Regions from separate parts of the Hordeum vulgare genome. Here region 2 is linked to region 1. The links are chromatin contacts, called in public Hi-C maps. All regions are on one chromosome and are shown on one strand. The core of a region is the stretch at or near the end of the contact, and the rest is flanking DNA. Distances in the headings are between cores, read along the strand shown. Region 1 holds the start of LOC123443062 (serine/arginine-rich splicing factor RS2Z32-like). Region 2 holds the start of LOC123439578.

The links. Hi-C and Micro-C count contacts between places; a contact is called where the count stands out from the background.
Region 2: a Hi-C map of seedling shows a contact between it and region 1, with 2.5 times the contacts expected there. The contact joins the promoter of LOC123439578 here to the promoter of LOC123443062 in region 1. A contact is called at or near these places in 2 of 6 Hi-C or Micro-C datasets (leaf and seedling).

The regions. Positions count from the first base shown.
Region 1 is chr3H:83,052,017-83,058,780 of MorexV3_pseudomolecules_assembly, forward strand. It overlaps LOC123443062 (serine/arginine-rich splicing factor RS2Z32-like), which reads left to right and starts at 3,523. Exons shown (of 7, transcript XM_045119302.1): 1 at 3,523-3,627; 2 at 4,089-4,210; 3 at 4,853-4,892; 4 at 4,994-5,089; 5 at 5,174-5,400; 6 at 5,473-5,562; 7 at 6,519-6,764. The coding sequence starts at 4,095.
Region 2 is chr3H:83,649,526-83,656,289 of MorexV3_pseudomolecules_assembly, forward strand. It overlaps LOC123439578, which reads left to right and starts at 3,487. Exons shown (of 1, transcript XM_045116273.1): 1 at 3,487-4,349. The coding sequence starts at 3,729. The coding sequence ends at 4,109.

The DNA of each region.
Region 1 (6,764 bases), core at 2,273-4,772:
AGCACACAAAGGTCTTCGTGTGGCCCCACCCGTGCGTGCGGATGTCAAGCCTGTCGATGATGCACCTTTTGCCGAGCACCTTCTCGGTCCCTCGCAGCTAAACCTGAGAATGGTTTCATACTTGAACCATATCTTAACCATACCCATACATTTATCTTCCAAAATCATACTTAAACCATACCCATTTGATGTCATTTTCAGCCCAACCAAAACTAAACCCATTATTTTTTCCATCCAAACCAACTTAAACCCAATACATAACCGTGGGTTTAAAACCAATACATAACTATGAGTTTGCTTTAATATACATATAATTGCACAAATTGACAAGTTAAGAAGCAAATGAGATAGAAAAGGCATAAGTGCATCTACAACAGTTTAAGAACAAAGTTATCTTTGAGATACAGTCAACACACAGCAAAAGGCAAAAAAAAATGCCCACGTCTGAATAGCTCACTAACAAGTGTATTAAAACAAAATTACTTAGCCAAAGCACAAGCAAACACTTCCGATTTTCATTTGGTATTTCTCCATAATACATAATTACATAGTGCATTACAACATGCATGCGGATCAAAGATATTCGTTCTTGGTCATCGTTGGTTATTCCACATAACCAATGCCTAGAAACCGGTTTGGACCCATAGTTTATAACCATTTATAACCAAACTGTTTAAACCCATAACCAACTATACCCAAACTGGTTTCTCCACATACCCAAACCAAAACCAAACTAAAAAAAGCTCAACCCAATAAAACCTAAACCAATCAAACCCAAAGTAATAACCGAACCGTTACACCCAGTTTTCTAATAACCATTCCCAGGTTTAAGTCGCAGCGACCAGAGCTACATGTGCATCTTCTTGATGATGACCCGGACGTGCAACATGAAGTCGTGGTGCATGACGTGGTCGTCCTCGTGTCATGACTTGATGACGAAGGAGACGACGCCGACGTTGAGCGCGCCGAGGCACACGACGTTGTCACGGTGTGCGGGGAGCTCAAAATGCACCAGAAAGTCCTCAGGGTCGTGGCTGGTCACCCACAACAGGTTAGGAGGGGTGTGGAGCTGCGCATCGATGGCGCACCTCACAGACATCAGACTGGCCACATGGTTCTTGGTCGCTGCACAGAGCAGCACGATGTGGCGGTACAACACGACGGTGGTGCTCCATCTTCGGAGACTCAATGAGCATGTTGTGGCTCGACCTCGGGCATCGCAAGGGGTAAATGTGGTGCACGGGAGCCATGGAGGCTAAAGGAGAGGGGAAGAGCAACCGCTCTTGGATGGGTCCCCTCCCAGTAGTCGAGCCTAGATGCTACTTGACGGAGCCGCCACCACACCAGTTGCAGTGGTTCTTGGGCCACTCCTTGGCGAAGTAGCCTGGCTGCTTGCACTCTATGCAGCGAAGAGGATCCCTACAATCTATGCGGCGATGGACAGGACTGAGGCACCATAGGCAGAGGCCCTTGAGGCGGCTTAGGCCCTGCGCCCAGGATCGACATTGAAGTCGGGTCCTCGGGCGAGGCGGAGGGTGCCCGCTACGAACCGACGGGATATGTCCGCGTGCTTGTCTTCATGAGACTTGACTGCCATCCATCCGTCGACGCCCCTCGAAGAGGAATGCTACCGGGTTGGGGAGGGTACAACCACAATCGATTTTAGCGGTCCGTTTTCGGGGGGGGGGGGGGAGAGGGAGTGCCTCCAGATTCGGCGTGGAAAAGCCAGCGGCCGTGCAGGAGTACTCACCCCGTAGCAGCAAACGCGGCGGAGAGGGGGGGTCGACCATTGACGCGCCGAGCTAGGGCAACGAAGAGACCGGAGCCCCGGATGAACCGGTAGATCTGGCTGTGCCCGACACGGGCGCCGGCTGCCCCCATCCTACGCTGTCCTCCGAGCAGGGAGGGGGAGCACGAGCGGCTCCATCATGAGTGCCCCATTAGGGGAGGCGGGGCATGGCAGTTTGGGTTGCCGTCGCGACTGGAGTGGCGCGCGGCACGGGGAAGGGAGTGGGAGCTCAACTCAGGTGTGATTGGGTTGTAAGACTATTTTCATAGATGTTCATTAAGGAAAACACACCGTTCCACCAAAAAGATCCACAACTCTGCATAGATTGAGAAAGAGTTGAATCATAAAATGCATTCCATACTATTATGATCCATGGTAGGTTTGCCTTATGCATGGATTTATGTAGAAATTTCAAGAGTAGAGCTTTGTTTTGGATTTGTAGATACTGTAATTTGAGTTTTCTTTAGTTCACTGACTAGATCGATCTCTCATATAAGTTTTGTGATTGTACTCTACTCACAAAAGAAAGGATAAATGTACAAAAGAAAAAGCAAAACCGTGGATATTGGTCGGCCGAATATCACCGTGCTAGTAATGTCACAACAAAGTGACAAACACGTCTAGATTTACGAAATCACTAATTGAGGAGCACTCTTTCCAAAGATCACTCCCACCTTCGAAGGTAGCGACAAGTGGCGCATTGCATGTGTGTCACTTGCCGCAACTTGGGAGTTTTCACTGTTGTCAAAAAAAACCCTGGGATTTTTCACTTTTTTCATAGATCTGTATTTTTAAAATGTTTTATCTCTTAAACCGTTCATCAAAATCTCGAACCATTTTCATTGTTGGATTTCTCGCGTCGAGGTCTTCAAAACTAGGTCCCATGTTGATAGGTTTTGACGATTTTTTTCACAAAAAAACAGACAAAAAAAACCAGACAGAAAAAACGCGGCTCTCCCGGAAAAAACCGGGTTTTTTCGTTTCAAAGAGGCACGTTCATGCCTCTCGCGGAAGCAAAACCATGCGTCTCGCGAAAGCAAAACTGTGCCTCTCATGAAAGAAAAAGAATATAGAATATGCGTTTTTTTCGTTTTTAAGAAGCATGGTCGTGCCTCTCGCAGAAACAAAATCGTGCCTCTCGTGAAAAAAACAGAATTTTTTTTTTTTTTGTTTTCGAGAGGTACGGTCGTGCATTTTGCGAAAGCAAAATCGTGCCTCTCGTGAAAGTAAAACCGTGCTTCACGCGAGGCTTTTTTTGGTTTTTCGAGAGGTCGTGCCTCTCGCGAAAGCAAATTCGTACCTCTTAAGGAATAAAACTTGTTTTTTTTGTGTGTTTTCGAGAGGCAGGATGCAAAAGCAAATTCGTGCCTTTGGTACAAGAAAAATCGTGTTTTTCAAAAAAAGGAAACATATTTTTTCACGCAATTTTTTTCATCCAAAAGCTAAGAAAGGCAGTGGAAAATCGAAACACCAAACCCCCTCGCCTAAAAAGCCGAAAACACATGCGGGGTAAAATAGAAAAAACAAAATCGGCCTAAGAGTTCTATTGGGTCTAAACATGCAGATGGGCCATTGTTAGGCGCCTCCTCCCACAGCCCCCCTCGCGTTTCCCCCCTTTTCCTCTCGTCACAAACAGGCCTTTTGTTCTGGCTGCCGATTTGAGTACAGCCAGCAGCGCCCGCTCCTCCCCCTGGCAGCCGTCGATGCCTCCCCCGATGCAACACCTGCCGTCCAAACTTAATCGGGCGTGACTATAAGTTCGCCGCTGTCACATCCGAGCAGCTTCTCTAGTCTTGTCCCCTCCCGCGGCTAGGGTTTCCTCCGCTTCGCTCTCACAGGTGAGACCCCCGAGCCCCGATCCGATCTCGCCCCCCGTCCACCGTTCCGCTCGATTTCTCGCTTCGTCGGCCCGCCGCGCTGATGCGTTGTGCTTAGGCCCGGGCTCCCGCTCTCTTGATTCCTCCGCGGAGATCCCGTCGGCCCGTGATTTGCTTGCTCGTACGGATAGATCCGCATCCATGGCGTGCCGTATCCGAATTAGAATTAGATATTGTGAAGAGGCGGCGGTGATTTTCTGGATTTTGTTGCGGTTTTGGTGCGGATGATTCGCAAGGGCGAAAATAGTATGGTCGCAGCTATGCTACTACGTGATAGATTGCGTCACGAGATGTACGTGTGCTGCTCTAGTTGAATTTGTGCTAGTTTGGCTGCTTTTTATCGGGAGGAGATTGCCCTGCTTCGCTGTTTGCTTGCGTGGTGTCAGCGGTTGTAAGTTGTGACATTTCGTTGCTTGTTTCAGTGCAGAATGCCTCGCTATGATGAGCGTGATCGTTACGGCGGCAATACAAGGCTGTACGTGGGTCGTCTTCCCTCGCGCACCCGCACAAGGGACCTTGAAGACCTCTTCGGCAGATATGGGAGGTAAGCAAGCAGAATTTTTCTCAGTCAGAGCTACTTTTGCCTTCTGATGGTTGGCAAGGCCCTGAACAATTATACTAGTTTCTTCTTATACAATTGATGGATTTTGATGGGTTTCATATGTCACCTTTGCAAATCATGTGTGATTTAGCTTGTAGTCAAATAGGTCTGTGCTTTGCTCTATTGTCTGAAGACATGGTAGAGCAGAAATTGAGACACGTTTTTTTGATTTCTTGCACCCAATGACATTGTCACCCACACAGTTACTTTGAGGCAATGGCTCTCCATACGGGTTACTAAAGACAGCACCCTGTGCTCTCTGAACATTGTTCTCCCCCATTGTTTTTCGTACCATCACATGTATCCACAAGCCCTTCATGTTTTAACTTGGATGATCTTGTTGAAGGTTTTGGGGGCTTACCCAACCTCGGTGTCCATGGTGGATTGGTGGGAGGGTGCCCTTGGTGGAATTGGTGGCTATTCTCGCAAAGTTTCTAGCAGACTTTGGCGATTGTTTTCAAAAAATATATTGCCTGTTTTAATGGAAATCACAATCATGCCTGGTGTTTAATTCATTCTGAGTGGTGATACATTTATCTACTTGCGTCTTGATGGTGTTACTGTTTCGGGAAACCATTTCCACAGAGTGCGACATGTGGATATGAAGCATGAGTTTGCATTTGTTGTAAGTAACCGCTCTTGGTCACACCTTGTTTTGACATTTTAATTCACGTTAGTACTGTTCACATTGACACAACTCCTTTTCTTCTATAAATCTTATTGCAGGAGTTTAGTGATCCCAGGGATGCTGATGAAGCAAGGTACAACCTTGATGGTCGTGACTTTGATGGAAGCCGCATGATTGTCGAGTTTGCTAAAGGGGTAATTCTAATATTCCTCTCTACTATTTCTTTGTTGATTTATGTGTTTGTTGTTTGCTGTTTCTTATTACGATATTCCTTCTAGGTTCCGCGTGGCCAAGGAGGAGGAGGTGACCGTGACCGTGGCCGTGGTGGTGACCGTGAATATATGGGCCGGGGGCCTCCTCCTGGTTCTGGCCGCTGCTTTAACTGTGGCATTGATGGCCATTGGGCTCGTGACTGCAAAGCTGGCGACTGGAAAAATAGGTGCTATCGTTGTGGAGATAGTGGCCATATAGAAAGGGATTGTCAGAACAGCCCTAAGAACCTCAAGTATGTCCTATGAGTTGTCTTTTCTGTTCTATAGGCAGAGCATATCTGACTTCAGTTGTGTTAATGAACCAGGCGTGGAAAGAGTTACTCCAGATCTCCATCTCCTCGCCGCGGAAGGGTGCGCGATAGGAGCTACAGCAGGAGTCGCAGTAGGAGCTACAGGTATACGTTGTTTTCAAATTTTTGGCACCATCTCCTGCTGATTCTATTGCATGATTCACTTGTTCTGGTAGTATGCTTAGTCTGAATTCTGAACACGGCACTGGCATGTTTTTTCCTTGCGAACTAGAGACCTATTCTGTCCAATTATCATTGTATTTCCTTTTTTGTGTATTGTTTTTTCTGTTATGCATAGGTTTAGTTTATGCTGCTACTCAGCGGGCATAGGTTTACTTCATACTCCCTCAGTCCCAAAATAACTGTCTTAACTTTGTATTAGAGCTAGTACAAAGTTTTATTAAGCTTAAGACACTTATTTTGGAATGGAGGGAGTACAATTTACTAACCTGATGAATGTGGGATTGTTTTTTGTTATGCATATTCTTAGTTTCCGCTGCTATTCTGTGAGCATAGGTTTACTTCATGCTACCTCTGTCCTGTAAATATATGATGTTTTAGCAGCTCAAATGAACTGCTAAAACGTCATATACTATGATACGGAGGGAGTACATTTTACTAACCTGCCGAATGTGGGGATTTTTTCTCTTATGCATAGGCTTAGTTTCTGCTGCTATTCTGTGGGCATAAGTTTACTTCATACTCCCTCCGTCCCAAAATTCTTGTCTTAGGTTTGTCTAAAAATGGATGTATCTAAATACTAAAATGTGACTAGATACATTCATATATAGATAATTCTTAGACAAGAATTTTGGGATGGAGGGAGTACATCATATTGCTGAATGTTGGAATTTTATTTGAATTAAACATTCATATTTGCTACAACAAGTGAATACATGCCAGTGATTAAAAATGGTTTACTTTATGTACACCTGAAGATTTATGGATATATCATTTAAACATATATCATATGTTATTTTTAATCTTAACTGTGATTCAATTGTTTTTCATATCATGTTTTGTGTATGGAACACTGATGGTATGTCTCTTGCTTTTCTTAGCCGCTCTGTTTCCCCAAGGAGGGATGAAAGGCGCTCAAGGAGCCCCCGTGACAGTCGCAGCCCAAGGAGGAGCCCCCGTGACAGTCGCAGCCCTAGGAGGAGCCCCCGAGACAGTCGCAGCCCTATGAAGAGCCCCCGTGGCAGTCGCAGCCCTATGAGGAGCCCCCGTGACAGCCGCAGCCCTAGGAGGAGTGCTTCACCTGCCAAGGGGAGGGCCCGGAGCCCCACCCCTCCTGGCAGCAGAAG
Region 2 (6,764 bases), core at 2,237-4,736, 600 kb after region 1:
GCGGCGACGGGGCGGGCAGGCGGCGGCGATTGGGGCGGTGCGAGCGTTAATCGGGGCAGGGCGGCGGCCACTGCATCGAGAGACTACCGCGGGCCTAACCAGAATAAGTCCCAATAAGCTCCTATTAGAGAGTCTTATTTGATAAGTCCCAAATAACCATAATAAGTCTCAATAAGTCCCTTATGTTTGGTTTAGGTGGGACTTATAGGGACTTTTTTAAGTCCCAAAACCAATAAGTCCCTGGAAACAAACACCTTATATTTTCCTTGTGTATATGATCATTTTTCTATTGCACTGTGTTAAAAAAAAAGCGTGTTTGCGTTGCCTCGTGTCTGAATTTACCGTGGTCAGTCGAGCACGCGCTTATTCACTGCGGTGTCACGCCAAGATCGAGTCGGCAAATGCCTCGCGTCATTTCGACCGGTGTAGCCAAGCTCGGTCTTTTCAGCGCGTGCTTCCTTCGGACTGGGGTAAATGTTTAGGTACGAGGGGTCCCATCGTTCTCCGGATAAAGCTAGCTACCCGCCAGAAAGGGGTTTGTTTTTGGCAGCAAGCCGAGACCGAGAGGTGATACAACTGATGAACTGGTACACGCGTACGTACTTGTGCTGTGTTTACGTGCCATGTCCTGATCAGACGATCACCAAGGATGGAACAGCACGTCTTACACGTTGTCGACCGAGTTTGGCCGGCAAACCCAATAGCTCATGTGTTCGTCGTGACGGCCGGCCATGCGGCGAGCCGGAGTTTAGGGCACGTTTCTGTTGAGCAAGTAAGTACGTTCGGGTAAGGAATGGTTTGGACGAGGTTTGATATCGCATCGCGCACATGTTTCTGGTGCTATATAGTCTTGTAGACCAAATCGTTTTTTTTTTGTCGCGATAATCTTGTAGACCAAATGATAGGATGGTGTGCATGCAAGAACGGAGGAGTGTTAAGTCATGCATGCAAAAAAGGAGGAGTGTTATGTTTTTTTTTAATTTGAAAGATCTACTATAAATAATCACAACTTAATTTCAATTCTGAAATTGCTTGGCACATATACCGTCTGGTTACATGAGTTTAAGTGTTCTTTCTAATACGCAAAACTTGCATATCATTCTGTTGGACATGAGTTTAAGTTAATAGTGATCAACTTATCATTGCGTGAAATGTTTTTTACTCCCTTTTTCCCACTGAAATGTCAACATAATCTAGTAATTAGAGTTCTGCATTACAAAGCACACCTGAAGAAAAATAAAATATATCTAGGTCCTTAGGGAGCCATCGTCTTCTGCCTTGAGATGAGATGATGGCACGTCACCACAACTCCACTGCCGGAGCTGGCCTGCCTTTTGTTGCATGTGATAGGGAAATCATCCAGACTATGGCTAAGCTGAACCAGCGTCCCGGAGGAAAAACCGACACAACAACGATGAAGGATCCACCCAAGGACATTATACAAACCATTTGGTGAACCAGTCGGCTGGAAAGATGAAATTGTGTTGAGGGCGAGGACATTATACCAACCATTTGGTGTGTCTTAACCACCCAATGACAAGCTATAGTGGCTTACTTTAAAGCAACCTATTGCAATACGATTAATATCCCAGTCGGTTGAAAACTAAAGGTTTCTCCTTCCAAAGACTGAGTTTGTTACTTTAGAGTGTGTTTCTACTATACATAAACCCCATTGCATGTGCGCAATTCTATGGTCGGTTGCTCTAGTTTGCACATATCGACTCCACAAACCGACTAAAGCTAGGTTTTGTACTAGTATATCTTTTTGTATGCACTAAAAAATGTAATCACCAAAACAATACTTCCGCCAAAGAAGGAGTACACCAATCATACGGAATAGTCTAACCGAAAAATGATTAGAGCAGTACATTTTGTAGAAATATCTTGGTCAAATATTATAGCTTCAAGACACAGGACAATGCAAGAAAGGGAAAATGAGTCCGAAAAGACCTCTGTGACGTAAAATGTATAGGGGAAGGGGAAGGAAAAAAACATTTATAGGAGGAACCGGAACCAGCTCCCTCGATTATCGGCATCCTGGTCCTAGGTTCCTTCTCCCTATACCACATCCCATATGTACCTTTTTATCTCTATAAAACATAAGAAAAATGAATATAATATATTTTAATTTGATAGAATGAGGTTTTGAGATGACATACAAGGGTCATTCTAGAGATGAACGAAATTTAGGGGATAAATCTGTATTGTATATGTGGAGTTACATAGGGAAGAATGCAAGGGCTCACCACATCTTGCTCTTTGATCAGTACACTACTACAAGAGAGAAGTACACCTAAGACAGGATGTGACGTATGTGAGCTCGAGCTCACATGATCTTGGGTGAACAGTAAGAATCCAAAAAATAGTAATAAAAATTCAAGATAACCTGAACTTTTTGACAAGAAACATTGTTCTTTTTCTACATGCTTGAAAATGTTCATGATGAAATCAAATTTGTAGAGTTCTGCGAAAAAAACAATGCTCAAAAAAGAGTGTTTTGGAAGCTTTCTGGAGCATCAATTTTGTTAGTTTTGTCCACACCTACACAAATGTGATTCGTTCGCGAAAATTTGCATGTGTCTAGAAAAAACCTCAATGTTTATTGCCAAAAGAAAAACAGAATTGTTTGAATGTTTATTCGGATCTTACTGTTCGTCCGAGATCATGTGAGCTCAAACTCACAATAGCCTTTTGACCTAAGATTCTGCATATAAGAGTTGCCTAAAGTCAAAGTATCTTTAATTTAACTAAACTTATAGAAATAAGTAGCAACATTGACAATACCAAATCAATAGCGTTAGATTCATTATGGAATGTAGTTATATATTATATAGATTTTCTACTATAAATGCTGATATTTTTAATATAAATTTCTTTAAACTATGTAAATTTTGACTTGACACAAATCTTATACGCGAAGTAAAAAAGGTACAAGAATTTTTTGTAGCAACCTCAATCATGTCCCAGTCCCCATTTTGGAGGTCTTTGTCAAAGAAAATCAGTCCATCCCCTTTCCCTACCCACGTCCCCTATTGGGGGATCCCCCTCACACCCTATTCCCCCAAATCTCAGAATTACTATTACTATTATTTTACTTAGAAATGGGCATAATAATTTTTTTATATTTTTTAACACATAATGATTTTTTTATATTAGTTGAACATAAAAAGTTTTATGCAGAATACAGTATATTTTAGAAGGGCCGGCTTAGGTTTTTCTATAGACAAGCCCAGCTTATGTTTGATGTGTTTAGATCAGGTTTTATGATGCCCAGCCCAATCCACGATGCCTGGCCCGGGCCGATCAAATATCAGGTCTAGTCGGCACGACATTTCAGGTTCTCTATCCGTTGTTGCTTTTCGCGGGTAGGTTTCCAAGCGAAGAAATGAACGGTTTTCTCGCAAAGTAGAGCGTCCGGAGAAGATTGGGGAATCCTGGAAAGGCAGCAGCAACCGACCGCCGATTGTCTCGTAGCCATCTCGAAAGCTCCCGTCAGAGAAGAGGACACGCGGTGCCGCTTTCTTCTCCAGAGCCACCCACCAGCTTCCACTCCTCGCCATGGTCACAGAAGCAAAAGCGCGCACTTGCGGCCCACGTCTCTCCGGCCGTCCCCATATAACGACGGCGCTGCCCGGCACGCAGCAGATACGAAACACATGACCACAAGCATAGCCCAGGAAGGCAGGCACGTAGTAGATCCCGTAGCAGACGTCCCGAATTAAGCTCCGATGGACGAGGGCAAATATCAGCAAGGATGGCTCTCCGTCGGCCTGCCGCCGGCGCCGGTGCTCGCCGTCACCGGCATCGTGACCTTCTTCCTCTACCTGTCGTGGCAGATGGATGAGTACGAGGAGCAGCTGCGGCATCGCACCCAGGCGGGCTTCTGGGTGCTCCTGGTGCTGGGAGTCCTCGCCCTGGTCTTCCTCGCGCAGCACGCGCTGTTCGACGGAGAGGGCAGGGTTGTGGCGGTGCCGGCGGCGTGGCGAGGCCAGCCCGATGGCGGCTCCGGCACGTCGCCGTGGGGCGTCGCGGCCCTTGTGGCTCTGCTGCTGGTGCTGGTGTCTCACAGGTCCGACTTTCAGATATTCAAGCCCCCGGGGTTTAGATGAGCATGTAAATTTTTATTTTCAAGGAAAGTCATGTTATGTATCCCGACGCACATAGCTATGGTATACTATTATACAGTATTAAACAAAATAGAAGATATTCTCTTACACATCTGCATGATTAGGCCGGATAGCATAAATAGAAAAAGAGTTAAATTTCAAATATGATCGGTATGTTTGTAATTGGAGAAAGTTGTGACTAAAGTTGTACCCAATGGAAGAATGTTTACAGTCTGGGTGAAAGCGAAGGACGAACCAGAGGAGACGAGACAAGCCACAAACGGGATTTATGATTGGGGATGTAGATAAACATGCAGATTCTTCATGATCTGAATCTTGAGAGGTTTCTGACTGATGTTAGGACTATCGGAAAATTTATTTTGTGTGACAAGTAATTCCAAACGAAAAGAGTATGTAATATTAGAGCGGGTATCTTGTTGAAGTTGGCACACATTCACGCCTGCCGAGGCCAAGCCCCCATGGTGAAAAGTGAAAATGAAAACTGAAGAGGCCAGCGACGCAGTAAGACGGTGAATTCTCGTGATGGCTTTTCCTGCAAGCCACGCTACTTTACCTTTCCTTTCTGGGATTTTTTCACTGTTTTAAATTTTTTTTCTAAACATGAGCACAAAATGAACGAGATTCGAAAGTATTTCACGATCTGATCCTTTTAAAAACGTCACAAGCCGTGGCGTTGCTGCCCCACTATGCAACGCCTGTCTACCATGGCGTTGCTGCTCTATAGTGGCGTTTTTTCTTTTTTGCAACGCCAGTCTAAAGTGGCGTTGCGGATCCACTGTGAAACGCCAAAAGTGCTGGCGTTGCTGCCCAACATTGACATGCCTGTTTACCGTGGCGTTTTTTCTTTCTTGCAACGCCAGTCTAATGTGGCGTTGCAGGCCCATTGTGAAACGCCAACACGCGTTGCAGACCCACTATGGAACGCAACGACGACATCCAGCAGCCCACGGCATGCTGCCAGCAACATGTGTACTGCTGAAACGCCATGGACCATGGTGTTTCACGCGTGGCCTGCAACGCCACATTAGACTGGCGTTTGAGTGGGTCTGCAACGCCACATTAGACTGGCGTTTGAGTGGGTCTGCAACGCAACATTAGACTGACGTTTCTATGTGCGTCTGCAACGCTACGGGCTCTGGCGTTTCAAAAAAGGTCAGATAGTGAAATGGTTTTAATCAGAGTTCATTCCGTGCAATAATTTAGATTTTTTCACTGTTTTAACCTTTTTTCTAAACATGAGCACAAAATGAACCAGATTCGAAAGCATTTCACGATCTGACCCTTTTAGAAACGCCACAAGCCGTGGCGTTGCTATCCCACTATGCAACGCCTGTCTACCATGGTTTTTTCTTTTCTGCAACGCCAGTCTAAAGTGGCGTTGCGGACCCACTGTGAAACGCCAACAGTGCTGGCGTTGCTACCCAACAGTGACACGCCTGTCTACCGTGGCGTTTTTTCTTTCTTGCAAAGCAAGTCTAATGTGGCGTTGCAGGCCCATTGTGAAACGCCAACAGTGCTGGCGTTGCAGACCCACTATGAAACGCAGCGACGACATCCAGCCAGCCCACGACATGCTGCCAGCAACATGTGTACTGCTGAAACGCCATGGACCATGGCGTTTCACGCGTGGCCTGCAACGTCACATTAGACTGGTGTTTGAGTGGGTCTGCAACGCCACATTAGACTGACGTTTGAGTGGGTCTGCAACGCCACATTAGACTGGTGTTTCTATGTGCGTCTGCAACGCCACGGGCTCTGGCGTTTCAAAAAAGATCAGATCGTGAAATGGTTTCTATCAAAGTTCATTCCATGCAATACTTTCATCTCATGGGTTAAAATCGTGAAAAAATCCCAATACTTTTATCCCATAGATCAAAGTCGTGAAAAAAATCCTCCTTTCTGCGTCCATGCGCCGTACAACTCCGCGTGTGCCCTACGCTAATCACCCAACACCGGATTTTGTTTCTGTTTATCTCTCCATATACGAAAATGGTGATTCTAAAATCCATACGCAAAAGGTAACAAGTTAAATTTGTACTGTACAAGGGTATGACCAGAGGTAAGTAAATCCTTATCGACCATGCTTAAAGTAAAAAAAAATGCATGATCGATCATTTCCATATAGCATGCAAATTAGCCAACAACCATTACACTGGAGGTGAGCAAATGAACCAAGAACTATTGCAGTGCATAAGATAGAAGTGAAAATATAACGAACTTATGTATTCTATAATCCCTATTATTGGATAAATAAAACACATTCTACTAGAATCGTAGCATGATATGCATATACGCCTACCAGAGATGTTCTAAGCAGGATTTGCTGCAATAAGTCCAAGACATATTGCTACATGGTCCACATACTCTTAAGTAATGATACAACCTATTAACCCGATGTGGAAACATGCGTATCTGCAAGAACACATAAGGTGATGACACAAGTTACCTCTATCTAGCAAATGAGGCACTCACGCGGTGAACAATTAGTTATTAATTATCCTTAAGAGACCTATCACACTAAACTCCTCAAAAAACAAGGGACCTATCGGATTCTCTCTTGGAGATGGTCGACATTCATGCCGACGACATTGGTAACCACTAGATCGTCCATGTCCACGATGTTGCCCACGACAATGA